2 separate regions of the Mus musculus genome follow, and region 2 is linked to region 1. A link is a contact called in public promoter capture Hi-C data. All regions are on one chromosome and are shown on one strand. The core of a region is the stretch at or near the end of the contact, and the rest is flanking DNA. Distances in the headings are between cores, read along the strand shown.

Region 1 (4,861 bases), core at 979-3,478:
TGTAAGAAAAGAACTGGACAGTAGCGGCGGAGCCCCATGCTGTCCTGGCTGAACACTGAGGTGGCTCACAGAACTTCAGGCTGCTTTCTCTGCCGCACTCAGCGCCTGGTACTCTTGCTTGGCCTTCTCCCTCTGTTCCTGCTCCCTCTGGATCAACTGCACCCGCTCCAGGTGCCACTCACGGAGTTTCTGCTCGTAGGTGGCCAGGTCCTCGGCCTCACAGGCGGGGAGTTTTTCTTTTACAAGCTGGGTGGTCAGAGTCAAAAGACTTTCAGACTCAACTCTGTTCAGCTCCTGCAGTTTAGACCGAGAGGCCTGTTGGAAGCAAAGGGAAATCGAAAGGTAAGGGACAGGCAGGAGAAAGGAGGACAGTGAGAAGCAACTGAGTCCTCCGCTAACAGCCGCTCCATCTGCTTGCAGGAAGGTGCCCTGCATCTGTCCTGCAGGGGCAGCTGCCTCTCGCTGGGCTCTCCTGCTCAGCTGTTAAACCAAGGTGTGAGCAGTGCAGCCAGGCACACGACATCACCCCAGGGAGCAGTGCAGCCCCGCACACGACATCACCCCACCTTGGCACACACAGTGCAGCTGCACCTCCTGTACTTCCGGCTTCACGGTCATTCAGTTCTTATTTGAGCCACGAGGTCTCCACTTAGGCCTGCTCCTAACTGAGCAGTGAGAATGCCACTGGACAAGATGGTGGAGGATAGGAAGTTCGGAAGTCCCGTCTTTTCATTTAAGTGACTTCCCCTGGTTCCTTTCAACAGATGGAAATCATTGCAGGGATTTCTCACTAATGCTAAACAGCTTTCCAGAGTGCCTGAGCACTGTAGGCCTCCACCTGCTGTGCTCCCCCACAGGTCAGCCCTTCCCTCCTGCCTGCTTACAGCTCCGTCTGAGAGGGCAGCCTGGTAGGGTCAGTGTAGCAGCCCAGAGACTTACTAAAAGCATTAATCAATTTAAGTGCTTCTAGACACAGATCACCAGAGAGTGACATTTAGGACCCCAGCTGCAGCTGAGAGTCACATGTGCTCGCACCCCGAGGTGACTTAGCGTACAGCATAGGATCTGGCAGAACGGCAAAGGGGGCCAGACCGATGGGATCTAAGGAGCAGACTAATTATAAAAACAGACCCAAACAGATGACCTCAGACTAATGAAAAGCAGGCAACAGGAAGAAAATGTAAACTGAAAACCATTTCTTCCTAACATAATTTTCCAGGTAGTCTGAGGCCAAAGAGAAAGCCAGGAAATCTCAACTGTGAGGAGGTTGGCTTTGTCCAAATCCCAGCTCACTGCTGGGTCACATAAGCCGAGACTCTCCCGCCCAGGCCTCCTGTGAGGATAAAGGAAATGGGGGAGGGGGCTTACAGCTGCTAACATAGCTAAGGTCACAGATGGCAGGCTACAAACATGTGTTTCTGTTCTTTCTTGGATGCTCAGACAGTGTCCCATGGCAGTAAAAGGGCTAGAAGCTAGTGAAGACAAAGGTCTCCATCCTCTGAGACGCAACGGACAAAAAACGGCCAAAAGTCAAAAAGCAATCAAAACTGAGTACAACATTTACAAAACCCAGGCAAACCTGACGCCTGACAGTGGCTCAGCAACCTCAGGCAGCATTCAGCAGTGTGGTCATTCTTTTTTTTAATGTTTTGTTGTTGATGTTGTTTTTTCAAGACAGGGTTTCTCTGTGTAGCCCTGGCTGTCCTGGAACTCACTCTGTAGACCAGGCTGGCCTCAAACTCAGAAATCCTCCTGCCTCTGCCTCCCGAGTGCTGGGATTAAAGTCGTGCACCACCACGCCCAGCAAGTGTGGTGATTCTTGTTTTCTTTAAGTTTTATACACTGACAAGCAAAGTTAAGAGAAAGAACTGTGTCTAAGTTCTCTACTCTGCTTTGTCCTTGGGGTATGACAAGGAACATCAATCTTTTTATTCTTAGTTTCAAATTACAGGAGAGAAGCTAAGAATGACTTCCCTTCAGAAGTATTGGGGAGAAAAAACCCTAAAATACCATGGGATCCTGTGCTACGGCAAGGCCTGCCATTGCTGGGTCAGAAGAGACAGACTCACGGGCAGGAGCCCAGCTCTCCTTCCTGCTGTGAAAAGGCACAGTGCAGCAGCAGGCGTGGGAGGAGAATTCTCCCGCTCCTATGATGACATCATAACCTGAAAGTACTTCCTTCTTTTTGTATTAAAGAGACAAGAAACAAAGCAGAGAGCAGGCTCAGGGATTTTCTTCCCTGACACAAACAGCAGAGCATTTGGGACAGAGAGCTCACTGACAGTTTGAGTGCTCAGCACTGTTCTGGAAACCTGTCCACAGGCAGTGTCTCTAATGGCCCTGCTGAACAGCACAAAGCTGCCAGCTAAGCGCCACAAAGGATTCGTGAGTCTTATCTCTGCTGAAGCTGTGACTGACCCAGCACATTTGGTGTAGTGTAGAGAAATGGCTGGTCACTTGCCACCCTGAGTGGGAATCAGGCTGCTGTTGAGAAGCCGCTGGGGTGCCGTGCTGCCCCAGGGAACGGAACCGTGACATCAGCTCAAGCATGAAGTCGTAACAATGCCACTGCTTTCCCAAAAGGCCACGGTCTGTGGGAAGGAACACAACTGCAATTCTTGATGCGAGTTTTTCATGCCTTTGTGTGTGACTGATGCAGGAAAAGGCTCAGTTTCTACTACGAATCACCTGAAAGCGCTCGAGGTATCGGGGAAGCTTGGACTGTTCTGGTTCCTCAGTGTCTAGCTGCTCCACCAGGTTTGCTGAGCCCAAGCCATCTTCACCTTCCTGAGGCTGTGCCTCTGAAGTCTGGACATCTGGAGACGTCACCACCTTCAGGACTCCATCCAGCACATCGAGCTGTAGGGCACAGGAGAGTCAGGAGGACATCTGTTATAGACTTGACTGTGTGCAGGCCAACTTCAAAGTGTGTGTTCCTTGGTTATAATGACTGAGAAAGAGCATTAATGATATCAGCATAATGTGCCATGGGAGACACTGGGTTGAGGACCTCAGGACAGAAATGAAAGCTGAGTGGTGAGCCTTGGCATTTCAGAGTCAAGGCCACACAGAAGAGCATCTCCAAGGGTGTAGGCTAGGCAGCTAGCCAGCTCCCAGGGCTTCATGTCTCTCTGCTCCCTCCCTGCCATTACCGGACGATAACTGCACTCCTGGGCCTGGCTTTTTAAGTGGTTCTGGGGATCTGAACTCAGGTACGTAAGCTTGTGAGACAGATACTTTACCAATAGCCAAGGATAATGGAGAAAAGTGCTATGTAGTCTCTCCATACTACAGGAGGGGTAAATCCACCAAAACTACTTAAGTTTCTATTCCACCGCCGTAAATCCCTTTTGGATGGGGGAGGTGGTGAAGAGGGTGGTATTTATTGATCTGAGCTTGAATGTAAGGGAGCAGACAGCTTTCCTTTCACTTAATGATGTATGAATCAACAATAATCTGATTTTCCATTGCCTTTTTGACAGCCACACTGAAAATGTTTGTGGTTTCTTTTCATCCTTTTAAACGGAATAAATACCAATTCTGCACACATACAGAAAGCAGCGGAAGGAGAAAGACCATGGGAACAGATGCCTGTGAAGCCTCCATTTGACTGAGTGGGGTGGAAAAACATACCACTTCTCTACCCAGCTTGAGGTCTTCAGGGGAGGAGGCCACCCTCTCCATCACTTGGAGGGCTCTGTCGAGGTAGCCTGGTGTCCACATCAGAGGCATGCCGTGGTATACAGCCCGCACCCCACGCTGCAGTTCCACCTTCCCTGTGGCCAAAAGAGCAACAAAGACTGATCAGCCATGCCTCCTCACTGGGTCTGCAGCCAAAGGCTTGGAAGGCCCCAGCCAACAGCAGCCTAGGCAAGGACCCTCACCACGCACACCTTAAAAGGAAGCTTGGTGAACTTGTGTTATGTGTTTCCTCTGGCTGGAGATTTACCAGGGCCCATGAATCATTGGGCTGAGGAACTTTGAGAGTCTGACAGAGCTGTTCCTACAGAAGGCCACCCTTAAGACAAAAGAAAATTATACTACGTATGTTTCAAGGCCAAAACCATACCCAGAAAAAGCAATGTCACAGCTTCCTACTCTGAGGACCCTGTGACTCAGCGGTGACTTTCCCTGCCGGGAAATGTGTGACTTGTTTTGAAAAGTGTCAAACATACAATCTATTTTCTTTATGAATAAGAAAAGGAACTGCTTCCCCCCTCACTTTCTTGAGTGTTATCAGTTCTTACATCAGCGTCCCGGCTACCTTTGAGGTCACAGGGCCAGGTTGCTCAAACTGCCACGCAGCTGTGGCCAGGCAGCAGGGCCCCGGGAAGCACAGGGCCACCTGCACTGATCTTAGCACTGATGAGCAAAGTCACCTTGAGTGGCTCGGTCTAAGTTTGCCTCTGCTCATCTTTCTTGGAAGGGAGGATTTGGGAAGCTGGAAGAGGATGCCAGCAGACAAAGCTTATCAGGAGATGGCTAATTTTAGATCTTTAAGGTGCTTGGGCTGGACACGGGTCATGCTGGGCTGCTGGCTTGAGTCGAGTAAGGCTGTGGAGCAGGGGCAGAGGTGGGGTGTCTGATGGCATGGCTGCCTATCGCAAGGGACCAGGGCCTCTTCTCATAAGCAACAGTCAAGTACATTCCTTAGCCTCACCAACTTTCTGAATGATCTGTGTAATACGGCAGTCCTGAACACTAATCTGAACACCCTTCCACCTGGCTGTACAAACACCTGGGACCAACAGGTGACCGTTCCTGAGAGGTGCTCTCTGACCTTCCTCCCTCACCTGGAATCAAAGTCAAAGACACAGATGATCGTTGGTCGACACTGGGAAAGTATTGGCTAGCAATCCTG
Region 2 (4,861 bases), core at 671-3,170, 490 kb before region 1:
TGTGGCGAGGGTAACTCAGTGTTTATTGTGGCGAGGGTAACTCAGTGTTTATTGTGGCGAGGGTAACTCAGTGTTTATTGTGGCGAGGGTAACTCAGTGTTTATTGTGGCGAGGGTAACTCAGTGTTTATTGTGGCGAGGGTAACTCAGTGTTTATTGTGGCGAGGGTAACTCAGTGTTTATTGTGGCGAGGGTAACTCAGTGTTTATTGTGGCGAGGGTAACTCAGTGTTTATTGTGGCGAGGGTAACTCAGTGTTTATTGTGGCGAGGGTAACTCAGTGTTTATTGTGGCGAGGGTAACTCAGTGTTTATTGTGGCGAGGGTAACTCAGTGTTTATTGTGGCGAGGGTAACTCAGTGTTTATTGTGGCGAGGGTAACTCAGTGTTTATTGTGGCGAGGGTAACTCAGTGTTTATTGTGGCGAGGGTAACTCAGTGTTTATTGTGGCGAGGGTAACTCAGTGTTTATTGTGGCGAGGGTAACTCAGTGTTTATTGTGGCGAGGGTAACTCAGTGTTTATTGTGGCGAGGGTAACTCAGTGTTTATTGTGGCGAGGGTAACTCAGTGTTTATTGTGGCGAGGGTAACTCAGTGTTTATTGTGGCGAGGGTAACTCAGTGTTTATTGTGGCGAGGGTAACTCAGTGTTTATTGTGGCGAGGGTAACTCAGTGTTTATTGTGGCGAGGGTAACTCAGTGTTTATTGTGGCGAGGGTAACTCAGTGTTTATTGTGGCGAGGGTAACTCAGTGTTTATTGTGGCGAGGGTAACTCAGTGTTTATTGTGGCGAGGGTAACTCAGTGTTTATTGTGGCGAGGGTAACTCAGTGTTTATTGTGGCGAGGGTAACTCAGTGTTTATTGTGGCGAGGGTAACTCAGTGTTTATTGTGGCGAGGGTAACTCAGTGTTTATTGTGGCGAGGGTAACTCAGTGTTTATTGTGGCGAGGGTAACTTAGTGTTTATTGTGGCGAGGGTAACTTAGTGTTTATTGTGGCGAGGGTAACTAAGGAACGTTGTACACAAGAGCCGTCAATTCCATCCTTCCAGTGTTACATTCTTCCAACTTCGGTTTTATAAGACAAAGATAGATGTTCGGAGAGGTTCTTTAAAAATGTGCTATTACTTTAGTTTTAATTATCCATATATGTGTAAGTATGTGTACACGAGTGCAGGTGCCTGCGGTGTTGGGAACTCGAGCTCAGACCTTGTAAAAACAGCACGTGCTCTTAATCATTGAGCCATCTGTCAGCCCATCAGAAAGGTTAACTTTGTGCTAAGGTACAGACTCTGGAAGTGATTGGCCCAGGACTGGTACCACGTCCGGTTCTCTCGCTCCCGTTCAGTTGAGTTACTCTACTTTCCTCTTCGGGTTATTAGTATCACACAGCCTCTACAGAGCCCTTGGTGCAGAGGACATAATTTCCCTTCGTCTAGTATGCTGATCATCTCCCTCACTCCCTAGCTTTCCTAGAATTGTGCTCAGCAAGTGAGCCTGCTGGAGTCCACATATCCTTCTTGCTGCTACACCCGGGGCTTGGGGATTAGGGAGGCAAAGCAGAGCCTATGAGCAGAACTCTGGTGCATCTACCACGGCTAAGATAGGGAAAACAACTCTTCTGCTTGTTCATTGCCCCGAAGGCATTTTCCATTTCCCTCACCTTTTGCCCCTCAGTTTCAGCTCTGGCCCCTAGGGAAGCTTCCCTGGCTGCGGGGCGGACAGCGTTTCGGGGCACGGGGTCTTGTTTTCTGCGCTCTAGCCCATCTGTGCGCAGAGCCTCGTTCCCGGGCTCCCGGAGCCCGGCGGGCATTGACGTCAAACGGCAGCGGAGCGCTGCCTACAGACGGCTGACCCGGGCTCTCCTCCACACCCCCGTCCTTCTTCTCCCCCTCCCTCTTCCCGGCACCCGATTTCAACCGGCTATAAGAAGCCGGAGAGCGCAGTGCCCGAGCAGCGAGGAGGTCCAGAACCATGGAGAGCTCCCGCCTGCGGCTGCTACCCCTCCTGGGCGCCGCCCTGCTGCTACTGCTACCTTTGCTGGGTGCCCGTGCCCAGGAGGACGCCGAGCTGCAGCCCCGAGCCCTGGACATCTACTCTGCCGTGGATGATGCGTCCCACGAGAAGGAGCTGGTCAGTATTTCCCTCGCCTCGGGTTCCCCCACTGGACTACCACAGGGTCCTTGCTTTGCGTGCGTCCCCCTCTATCCCAGTCCCATCCCAGAAGGCAGAGCCCCTGACGCTGGATTAAAAAAAAAAAAGTACCCTGGGTACCCTCTACCAGACAAAGATATTTGAGTTCACGGGCTGCGGGCTGTCTGTCGAGCGAATCCCTAGTTGTGGCCGGTCTGGGCAGTGTGCTCCTTGGAGGCTCTGGAAGGTGAGGTCAGGTCTAGGGACTTTGCCCGCCTGGCTTCCTTTCCACCAGTATCTACTCCCCTTTGTCCCCCGAGTCCTGCTGCCCCGCGGTTGTGTGTCCCGGGCTCCTTATAACTGGGCTGAAAGTGAGCACCTGCGCTGGGCTCGCAGCCAAGGCGGCAACTTCGGGCTCCCGGCGCTATGTTGCAGATCGAAGCGTTGCAAGAAGTCCTGAAGAAGCTCAAGAGTAAACGCATTCCGATCTACGAGAAGAAGTACGGCCAAGTCCCCATGGTAAGGCTCCGGGTTCCCTTTTCCCTACTTTTCCACGAGAAAAGATTGCCTAGAATCTTACACACGGTCTTTACTCTAGCAGGTGGCTGAGCAGCTAGGTGAAGAATTTATCTGGAACGTCCTCTTTGCTTCTGCCCTCGCCCCTTTGCTCCTTGGTCTCTAAGAACAAGAGGGAACAGGCTACTTAGGGCCAGAAAACAGTCTCATGATCTGAGTGGGAGTACTTTCTGAAACATCTCAAATGGGAGAGCCCTTGAATCTATTCAGTTCTCTCTAATTCCTTCTAGAGCACCACCATTTTTTTTCTTTTTCTTTATTTGTATCATTTCGTTGTTGTTTTCTTTCTTAAATTCTGTGATAAAAAGTTTTCAGGACTGGTCACCTTCGTTGTACAGCTCTAGGTAAAAATCACACGCGCGCGCGCACACACACACACACACACACACACACACACACACTTTTTCCTTCTTTGAGCAAGGAAGTGGGAAAGCAGAAAACAAAGGTTATGAGAAAAAAATATATATGTTGGTTTTTCGAGACAGGGTTTCTCTGTGTAGCCCTGGCTGTCCTGGAACTCACTTTGTAGACCAGGCTGGCCTCGAACTCAGAAATCCGCCTGCCTCTGCCTCCCGAGTGCTGGGATTAAAGGCGTGTATATTTCTTAGATGCAAGAATCTGGGTGATTTCCCCCCCCCCCCGCCCCTTTCAGATAAAGAGAAAAGGAAGCTGAAATTGTGGTCCCTCCCCAAAGGCAGAAGAACGTAGGAGGAGGGGATCAGTCATTTAAATTTCTTCCTTTAAATATCCTCTTTCTGAAATTATAAGCCCGAGGCCCCCTGGGCTTCGGATCTGACTGCTTCGACCTGAGCTGATGGTACCATGAGGAAGCTCCCTTGGGACCCCAGTAACCATCGGTTGTGTTGTTGACAGTGTGACGCTGGAGAGCAGTGCGCAGTGAGGAAAGGGGCCAGGATCGGGAAGCTGTGTGACTGTCCCCGAGGAACTTCCTGCAATTCTTTCCTCTTGAAGTGCTTGTGAAGGGACGACAGCCGCCACCTTCGGTTCCCATATTCCCTCTTTCCCCCAAAGGAGCGCTCCATTATCCCTGGAGCCTGGCTTTAGCAACAATAAAGTTTGCGTTCCCCTCAGAGAGCGGATGGGCTCTTTCCCTGTTGCTTCAAAATAAAAGATTTGACATCATTGTGTGAAGGAGAATGCCTCGAATGGTGTTGGTGTGTGTGCAAAGATTTCTTTTCTTGTTTTATCCATCTGACACATTCTTGTGAATCTTTCTGGGAAGAAGAGGAACTTCGTTTTAAAACTGTATTTTTGTATGTGGTGTGTCACAATGAGAATTAGATCTAGTTAATTTGGGTAGATGACATCACAACCCGGAAAATAAATTGCCCTAAAGCCACACAAATTGAAGCATGTACAAATTACACATAATAAAGCATTTTTAACAATTGCTCACAGTGCATGGCTCTTTCTACATAAGTAATTTAAATAGGAATAATAGGATTAATCATGCTGTTGTTTTGAAAGAGAAATATTTTAAAAATAGCTGTCTATTGGGAGAGCAGCACCTCAGCTCCAAGGAGTTTTGATCATTAATTAGGAGTGTGTTACACCAGCTTCAGTATACATACTGTGTGCTAACTACAGAGGTGTGGTGGTAGTCTCTCTCTCTCTCCTCTCTCTCTCTCTCTCTCTCTCTCTCTCTCTCTCTCTCTCTTCCCAGTGTGTGTGAGAGAGAGAGAGACAGAGACAGAGACAGAGAGAGAGAGAGAGAGAGGAGGGGTAGAGATGGTTGGGTTTGAGATAACAAGCACACTGTTACTTATTCAGACCTTGGTTTTCAGCAGTGAGCCTTGTTCAGGGACACTTGCACATATGTGTTCATTACTGCACTATTCACAAAAGCCAGGGAATGGAATCACCGTAGAGGTGCAGCAACAAAAGAATGAATGAAGAATTTGTGCAACAGACACTCAATTGGATTGTGTGCAGCCATAAAGATAAGTGAAGTGATATCTTCAGAAAAGTGGATGGAACTGGAAATCATTATGTTAAGTGAAATAAGTCAGACTCAGCAAACAAATGTATAGGGAACCTATGTTTGAATGTGTGTGTGTGTGTGTGTGTGTGTGTGTGTAAACCAATAAGTCCTATCTTTATACAAGAACCCTGCTTTAAAGCCAACAAATGGTTTATT

What was found. Capture Hi-C pulls out chosen DNA fragments and counts their contacts.
Region 2: a promoter capture Hi-C map of liver shows a contact between it and region 1, with 3 times the contacts expected there. The contact joins the promoter of Cartpt here to the promoter of 6430562O15Rik in region 1. A contact is called at or near these places in 4 of 39 promoter capture datasets (the C10 cell line, the SN4741 cell line, cranial neural crest and 1 more) and 2 of 9 other capture datasets (embryonic stem cells and liver).

What each region holds. Positions count from the first base shown.
Region 1 is chr13:99,410,193-99,415,053 of GRCm38.p6, reverse strand. 6430562O15Rik (RIKEN cDNA 6430562O15 gene) reads left to right here and starts at 2,228. Exons shown (of 2, transcript NR_015515.3): 1 at 2,228-3,212; 2 at 3,483-4,218. It overlaps Mrps27 (mitochondrial ribosomal protein S27), which reads right to left. Exons shown (of 11, transcript NM_173757.3): 9 at 3,634-3,776; 10 at 2,689-2,859; 11 at 1-315. The coding sequence ends at 76.
Region 2 is chr13:99,897,742-99,902,602 of GRCm38.p6, reverse strand. Cartpt (CART prepropeptide) reads left to right here and starts at 1,920. Exons shown (of 3, transcript NM_001081493.2): 1 at 1,920-2,127; 2 at 2,563-2,646; 3 at 3,577-4,120. The coding sequence starts at 1,969. The coding sequence ends at 3,684.